2 separate regions of the Mus musculus genome follow, and region 2 is linked to region 1. A link is a contact called in public HiChIP or PLAC-seq data. All regions are on one chromosome and are shown on one strand. Each heading gives the region's core, a stretch centred on a gene start, on an enhancer-like site or on the middle of the called end of the contact. The rest is flanking DNA. Distances are from core to core; before and after follow the strand shown.

The links. HiChIP or PLAC-seq counts read pairs in DNA pulled down with a chosen protein or histone mark.
Region 2: an H3K27ac HiChIP or PLAC-seq map of embryonic stem cells shows a contact between it and region 1, with 10 read pairs. The contact joins the enhancer-like site here to the promoter of Cdh3 in region 1. A contact is called at or near these places in 8 of 39 promoter capture datasets (3T3-L1-derived adipocytes, the C10 cell line, the SN4741 cell line and 5 more), 2 of 15 datasets of contacts at CTCF or cohesin (the NIH/3T3 cell line and embryonic stem cells), 17 of 484 Hi-C or Micro-C datasets (the 63-12 cell line, the CH12 cell line, beige adipocytes and 12 more), 19 of 115 datasets of contacts at active chromatin or transcription factors (the NIH/3T3 cell line, cardiomyocytes, craniofacial prominence and 6 more) and 5 of 9 other capture datasets (adipose tissue, embryonic stem cells, liver and 2 more).

The regions. Positions count from the first base shown.
Region 1 is chr8:106,509,240-106,512,989 of GRCm38.p6, reverse strand. It overlaps Cdh3 (cadherin 3), which reads right to left and starts at 2,138. Exons shown (of 16, transcript NM_001037809.5): 1 at 1,984-2,138; 2 at 1,649-1,766. The coding sequence starts at 2,031.
Region 2 is chr8:106,449,628-106,453,377 of GRCm38.p6, reverse strand. All of the region lies in intron 1 of Gm51545 (a long non-coding RNA gene), which reads left to right. Among named protein-coding and RNA genes, the nearest start is that of Gm51545, 16 kb to the left of the region's middle. Within about 2 kb of position 1,822, at least 22 of the 459 cell types and tissues checked have an H3K27ac peak or open chromatin away from gene starts, as enhancers often do. A contact at or near this core is called in embryonic stem cells and trophoblast stem cells, where this site is marked.

The DNA of each region.
Region 1 (3,750 bases), core at 889-3,388:
AAGTTTTAAAATTGGTGATGTCACCAGGAAGCTCAGGCCAACTCAACCATGTAATCAAAACCCTGATCAGCAACCTCAAGCCAAGGAAAGTGGCGGCTAATCTGATACTTTTTGCTTCAGTAAGGAAGATAAGACACAACTCAAAGCTATACCTGCTCTCTGAATACAGCAGAGGATGTGGAGGTGGGGGTGAGGGCTGGGGTGGGGGCGTGGGGTGGGGGGAGGTGGATTTGGCAGAGATCTGGTCAGCCATAGAGCTTCCTCAGGGAGCCAGAATTGGATTTGGGGCCCTGGCCAAGTTAACATTTTTACAGGTTGGCTCAGTTGCAGTTTGTTAGCCCGCCAGTAATAAACCCATGTGCAAGAATTTAAAGTTTATGAGGCATGGCCTCTTACTGCCTAGGCTCCGGCTCCCTACAGCCAAGCCTTTAAGGAACCTAGCCTAGCCTGGGTGTTAATTGTTTTGTCAATCTGCAGAGTTATTTGAGGAAAAAAAAAATTTTTTTTTTAAAAAAGGCGTTCTACAGACACAAGGGTCTCACTTTTCTTTTGGAGAAACAAAGGAAAGTCATTCTGCTTCTCAGCGTGGACACCCCCATATTCAAGCTGTGGACGTGTGGACCTGGAGTGAGAAGCACTAGAAAATGCTAGGTGGCAGATGCTTTTTGGAAGTCAGCAGAAACTAGAGATTCCCTTCCCACGTTCTCTGGAACTTTACTTAAGGATCCGAGTTTAACAACTTGGGTTTAAACTCCCGAGAAAAATCCCACTGTCCTCTGTAGTCAAAGAGCCCGCTAACCAGCTGATAGATGCCCGAGTCTCATGACACACTGGTGGTTCTCAGTACCGAAATGACCCTCCACTTTTAAGTTTTTGAACTTGAGTGGAGAAAATCGCAACAGAAAGATCAAAATGTGCTTTGATCGCTCGCTCGCTCACTCACTGGTCGGCTTGGGACACAGACTGCCTTCCCCCCTTCCCCCGCGACTCAAGTAATTAACATCCTAGTACCAAGACGCTTGGAGTGAGGGACCTAGTGTTCCCGGTGCGTGATGCCCTCCGCCCAGGTGTGCCAGGCCATTCGCAGGCAGGCTGCAGGGGCGCAGGCCCTCCGGGAATGGCAGGGTTAAGAGTGCATTCCAGCTGCCCGGGAAGAAGGGGGGCGGGGAGGGCAGCCTGGAGAAGAGAAACAGACCGGGTCTGTCTGTCGGAGACACAAAGCACGGTTCACAAAGGGGGCCAGAGAAGGGGCGAAGGGGGCTGCTCAGGGCACGGTTCATCTCCACACCTGCGCGGGGGTTGCGGGAGGAATGTGCACTGCGCATTCCTCTACTGTGGCGGGGCGGGAGAGTTTTCCACGTCGGGGCTGGGTGAGGGGCTCAGCCGCGAGGCACCGAGAGGTCAAGATAAGCAACAACAGTAGCAGCGAGGCACAGAAGAGCTGGACGTTAGTAGGCGCACCGTTGCTCAGCCTTCTCGCGCCCAGCCCAGCCCGGGAGCCACTTTCTACGCCTCCCGAGGATGTGGGGTGGCTCCAAGACGTCCCAGCTCTGCTCTAGACAACCTTCCGATGCGCCACAGTAAAGCGAAGCACGTGTGGTCTTCCGCACTGTGGCTCCATCCAGGCTGGCTCCGGGAGGGGTCTTACCTTTCCCCAGAACTTGGCTCGGCTCCAGGTCAGTTCCTTCCACCTCCAAGGTCACTCCAGCCTCCCCGATGAAGCCCGCTCGGTAGGGCTCGGAGACCACGCTGCGTAGCCAGCAAACCTGAGTGTGAGGGTAGAAGGGTTAAAGAGGAGGCTGAGTCACAGGCATGCCTGGTTCTGTACACCCATTCTTGGGAGTCCTGGGGGGGGGGCCCTCCGGGACAACCTTGGCCCCAAGGAGCACAGCCCTAAGATTCCCCCGACGCCCGCAGCGTGAGAACCCCACCCGCCCTCCAGGGAACAATCCGGGTCAGGACCATGGCAAAGCACTGTGGTACCTGGAGCAGGAGGAGCAGGAAGGCGTGAGGCCCACTAAGAAGCTCCATAACTGAAGGGAGGTGAGAAGGCTGCCGCGACGGTGGGGCGCGCTCTGCTAAGCTCCGGGTGCAGCTTTGAGCACCGCGGCTCGCTGGAGCCCGCGGGAGGAGGCCAGGTGCGCTCAGGTAGCTGCTGATTGGTCCAACGTCACAAGGTCCCGCCCCCTCGCAGGTGGGGTCGAGGCCAGCCTGCCGAAGGCACTCTCGAAGCCCTAAAGGTCCTCCCTGGTGCCCTCCACCGGCCTCCCTGCTCTTCTGGAACTACTTCTGAAAGGTACCCCGTGGCTCTCGCAGTCTCTGGCTTCGATGGAAAATAATCTAACAAAACAAAACCCCCCAATCCACTCCACCTCAGCCTCTGCAGCACGGGAAGACAAATATTCCATTGCTGGCAGCTACAACGGAAAAAAAGTGGAGACGCATCTGAAACCCGACAAAAAAACAGAGGCTCCCCATTCATGCTACCGGAGGCGCTGTGTTCAAAGCTTTGATGAAGGCAGGGCGTGTCTTTACACCCGCTACAGAGGGGTCTGCCCTCTGCCACTTTCTCTACCTCCCACACTAGGCCGGGGAGGGGCAGGGGCGGGGGCGGGGGAGCGCTCCCGGGTTTTAAAAGTGGCATCGAGGTCTCAAAGGACCGCGCTACGCGATCTGATACACGTGTGAGAGAATAGTAACTTCCGTTTGCAGCTGGACAAATGGAAGGCAGCTAGTACAGAAAGTCCCAGAGTTTGGAAGCCATAGTAACTTCAAAGGGCTTGAGGTAGGGCACAAGCTATTTGTTATCAGCCCCATTATTTCTGGCACCCCCAATATAAATGTTTTCTTTCTCCAAATATAATTGTTTCCTTAATTTTATGTTAAATGCAAACAATGGAGATTTTTGCGTTATTTATTATTGTCATGTATGAATGGCCCATCGCACACATGTGAAGGTCAGAGGACGACTTTGTGGAGTTGGTTCTCGCCTTCCTCCTTTAAATGGATTCTGGGATTGAACTCAGGTCGTTAGGATTGTGCATTACCTGCTGGGCCCAAACTTTTTTTTTTAACACTTATTTATGTATTTATTTATTTTATGTGAGTACACTGTCGCTGTCTTCAGACACACCAGAAGAGGGCATCAGATCCCATTACAGATGGTTGTGAGCCACCATGTGGTTGCTGGGAATTGAACTCAGGACCTCTGCAAGAGCAGCCAGTGTTCTTAACCTCTGAGCCATTTCTCCAGTGTGCTTTACCTGCTAAACCATCTCCTTTGTCCGTTTTTTGTGTTTGCTTGTTTGTGTGGTTTTTTTTTTTTTTTCTTTTGTTTTGAGGCAGACTCTCACATTGTAGTCTCAGGCTGGCCTTGAATTCATTCAAACCTTCTGTCTCTGGCTCCTAACTGCTGGAATAAAAGACAATGACCCACAATGACCAGCTTAACAATGATGACTTTTTAAAAAAAGTGTAATGTGTCTCAGGCTGGCCTGAAACTATGCACCTGGGATGGCCTTGAACTTCCGATTCTCCTGCCTCTACCTTCCTAGTACTAAGACCTTGTACCTAGTACTAAGACTTGCCACCCCATGCACAGGTTCCAACGGCCCCATTCCCCGTGCCCTTTCCCTGTAAAGGCATCTCTCCCCCATCCCCTGCCCCTCCTCTCTGCAATGCTGGAGATTGAACGCATGACCTTGCACACCTGCCAGGCAAGTAAGTGCTCCACTGCTGAGCTGCAGCCTC
Region 2 (3,750 bases), core at 573-3,072, 59 kb after region 1:
GCCTCCCGCCATTGGCAGATTTAATTATGCATCACGCTGGATAGAGGGATGAGGACACAGCGTGCCTGGTGAGCTGGGTGGCCATTCCTGCATGCTGGCCTTGCGTTCTTGTGGTTTATAATGTCTTCTCGGGTGAATAATAACCTCCTGTTCACGCCAGTTTTTTTTGTTGACCTATGAAGCCTGGAAGCCTGAGATCTCAAATTCGAGAACCGGCCTTTTAAGCCTGGTCAATCAATCAGAGCCACAGTAAGGATGAGCTGCTGATGCAGAGAGATTTGAGTACACAGAGGAACACATCACTTGCCAGGAAGTTAGATGACAGTTATAAGTGCATGTGTGTGTGTGTTCGTGTATGTGTGTGTGTGTCCTGTCTGTCTGTCTGTCTGTCTCTCTCTCTCTGTTTCTATATTTGATCCCATATGATAAGTTGCAATCAAAATTCAGGAGCACAGCCAGGCATGGTGCAGCATACCTTTGATCTCAGCATTTGGGAGGCAGAGACAGGTCAAGGCCAGCCTGGTTAGGACAACCAGGGCTGCATAGTGAGATCATGTCTGAAACAAAACAAAAACAATTCAGGGTCATTAAAAGTATTGCATAAGATTTGCCTCCGAACCATATAATAGAAGGCATGTATGAAATAAATCGCATTTGGATTTAGACTTCAATCCCATCCCCAAGTCCATAATCATGTACCTATAAATTTTACAAATTTGGAAATAAAATAAAATAAAATAAATTCAAAACAATTCCGGTCAAAGCATTTTGAATAAAGGATATTCAGGGGTTCCTACTTCATAAAACTTCACAGTGATTCATTGAAAATGCTCGGTGTATAGAAAATATTAACGTTGATGTCATTGGTTTTTTTTTTTTTTTTTGGTGGTAGGAACCAGAGACAGGGCCTCTCTAACCAGGTACATGCTCCAGCCACTCCAGGTAGACATAAGATCAGAGTGATTTCTCCTCTTTTGAGGTTTTTGCAGCCCTCATGCACCAAGCCTCTTCTAGAGGCAGCCTCATCATTAGGCATCAGTGTATAACCGACCACTCCCAGAGCCTAGCAGCTTCAACAATTGCTCATGAGTCTGTGAGCCTGTCTGGTGGTTCTGTGGGTCTGAGCAGGCCCAGCTCATCTCCTGTGGGCTCATTCAGGGGTCTAGCCACAGACAGCCGCCCACATCTAGAATGGCCACACTCACAATGTGGAGCAGTTGGCTAGCTGTCAGCTGGGATGAGAATGAGTGGACCACGATGCCAGCAGTCCAGCCTGGGCTTGTTTTCCCGGCAGTGTCCATAATGACAGAACAGAGCTTGCCCCAATCTTTTCACCACTTTTCATCACTGCTGCCCCAATCTTTTCACCACAAAGCCAGGCCAGAGTCAGGGACTGGGGAAAAAGACAACACCTTTTAGGGAGGAGGAGCCAGAAGGCCAGCCCTGAGTCAGGGACTGGGGAAAAAAGACTCCACCTTTTAGGTAGGAGGAGCCACAACAAGACCAGCCCAGAGTCAGGGACTTAGGAGGAGTCATGAGGTCATGTTATAAAGGGCTGATTATGAAGGACAATAGAGGTTTCTAGTTTTTTTTGTTTTTTTATATCAAACTACGTTTACCCACATCTGGGGGGAGGGGTGTTCATTGAGAGAGAAGTACGATTTCAGCATTAGAGTCAGATCAAATGTGATTCAAACCCCAATTCTAGGACTTGTGAGGCCTCACGGAGGTTCACTGAGATCTCAGGCTCCAGTCTCCTCACAGGGCCTGGAAGGGTGGTGGCCATCTGCATTCCTGGTACTTGGGAGGTAGAGACAGGAGGGTCAGGAATTCAAGGTCATCCTCAGGCTGTCACAGGGCCCAACTGAGGTACACGGAGGGAGCAGTGCTGACTCACCGGGCACACCCAGCAAATGCTCCACACACACAGGTGGGAACAATCCTGACTCTCAGGGCTCACCTTGGGCTCCCGCCTCTGCTTCCCAAGGCTGAGAAAAAGAAGGAAACAGGCCAGCTGGGAACTGATTTCCATGGCAATTCCTGGAATGGCAATTACCAAGTAAGAACTTAATTAGAGATCTTTGGGGAAAAGGAGAGGGGGATGCCATGGGGGAGGAGGAGAGAGAAGGCTGGAGGAAGGCAATAGAGGGAGACCAGGAGAGAGGAGCTCACCCACCAGAAAGAGTCCCCCAGCCCCTAAAACTGTGTGTGTGTGCATGTATGCATCTGTGGTGTATGCACATGTGTGTGTACATCTGTGGTATATGTATATATATGGGCATCTGTGGTATATGCATGTATATGTGCATCTTTAGTGATGCTTGAGTGTGTGCATCTGTGATATATGTATATGTGTGTGCATTTGTGATATATGCATGTGTGTGCACATCTATGGTGTATATACATGTATGTGAATACCTGTGGTATATGTATATGTGTGTGCATCTGTAGTATATGCATGTATGTGTGCATCTATAATGATTATACTTGAGTGTGTGCATCTGTGGTACATGTGCATGTGTGTATGCATCTGTGGTATATGTACATGTATGTGCATCTGTGGTGTGTGTACATATGTGTGCATTTGTGGTGTATGTACATGTTTGTGCATCTGTGGTGTATGTACATGAGCATGTGGTTTGTGTGAATCTGTGGTATATATACATGTGTCTGCATTGGTGGTATAAGTACATGTGTGTGCATCTGTGGTATATGTACATGTACGTATGTTCAGATGTACTAATAATGTATACATGAAGCCAGAGCACAATATTGGATATCTTTCTTTATCAAACTCCACCATATTTATTTTAAAGGTTACCTTCTTAAAAAATTGAATATTTTCTTTATTTACACTTCAAATGTTTTCCCCTTTCCAGGTCTCCCCTTCGGAAACCCTCTATCCCATCCCCCTGCCTCTATAAGGGTGCTCCCACCCTGGCATTCCCCTACACTGGGGTATTGAATACCTCTCCTCCCACAAATGTCCAACAAGACCATCCTCTGCCACATATATGGTCAGCACCATGAGTCCCTCCATGTGTATTTTGGTGGTCCAGTCCCTGGGAGCTCTGGGAGGGGGGTGTCTGGCCTGTTGACACTGTTGCTCCCTCTATGGAGCTGCAAACCCCTTCAGCTCCTTCGTTTCATTTTATGTGTATGAGTGTTTTGCCTGAATGTATGTATGCATGCATGTATGTGTTCCACTTGGATACAGTGAGGATCAGAAGAAGGTGTTGTATGCCCTGAAACCAGAGTTAAGGATGGCTGTGAGTCACCATGCGAGTTCTGGGAACGAAAGGCAGGTCTCTTGCAAGAGCAGTCAGCCCCTACCTTGATTTTTTGAAACAAGTTCTCTCACTGTCTCTGAAGCTGGTTGGTTCAGCTAGGGTGACCTCCATGCTTCTGCAATCCCAGCATCTTCAGTGGCATCACGCTTACCCACTGAACCATTTCTCTAGCCCACTACATTCTACCTAATTTTGTATTGTCTGCTTACAAAAGTATCCGGTGTTCTTCTTATGGAATAGGATGTTTTTTTAAGACAGGATCTCTCTCATGTAGCCCAAAATGGCCTCCACCCCCTGGGTGCTCAGTAGACATTCCTGATTCTTTTATGGATTTTGAGAAAATTCATAGCATCTTCTTCAAAATGTCTCTAATTTGATATGACAATGATTAATGTTTGTATAAGCCTTTATGTGTGCCCACATCACCCATTACGTGTTTTACACTGTGGTGTCTTATAAA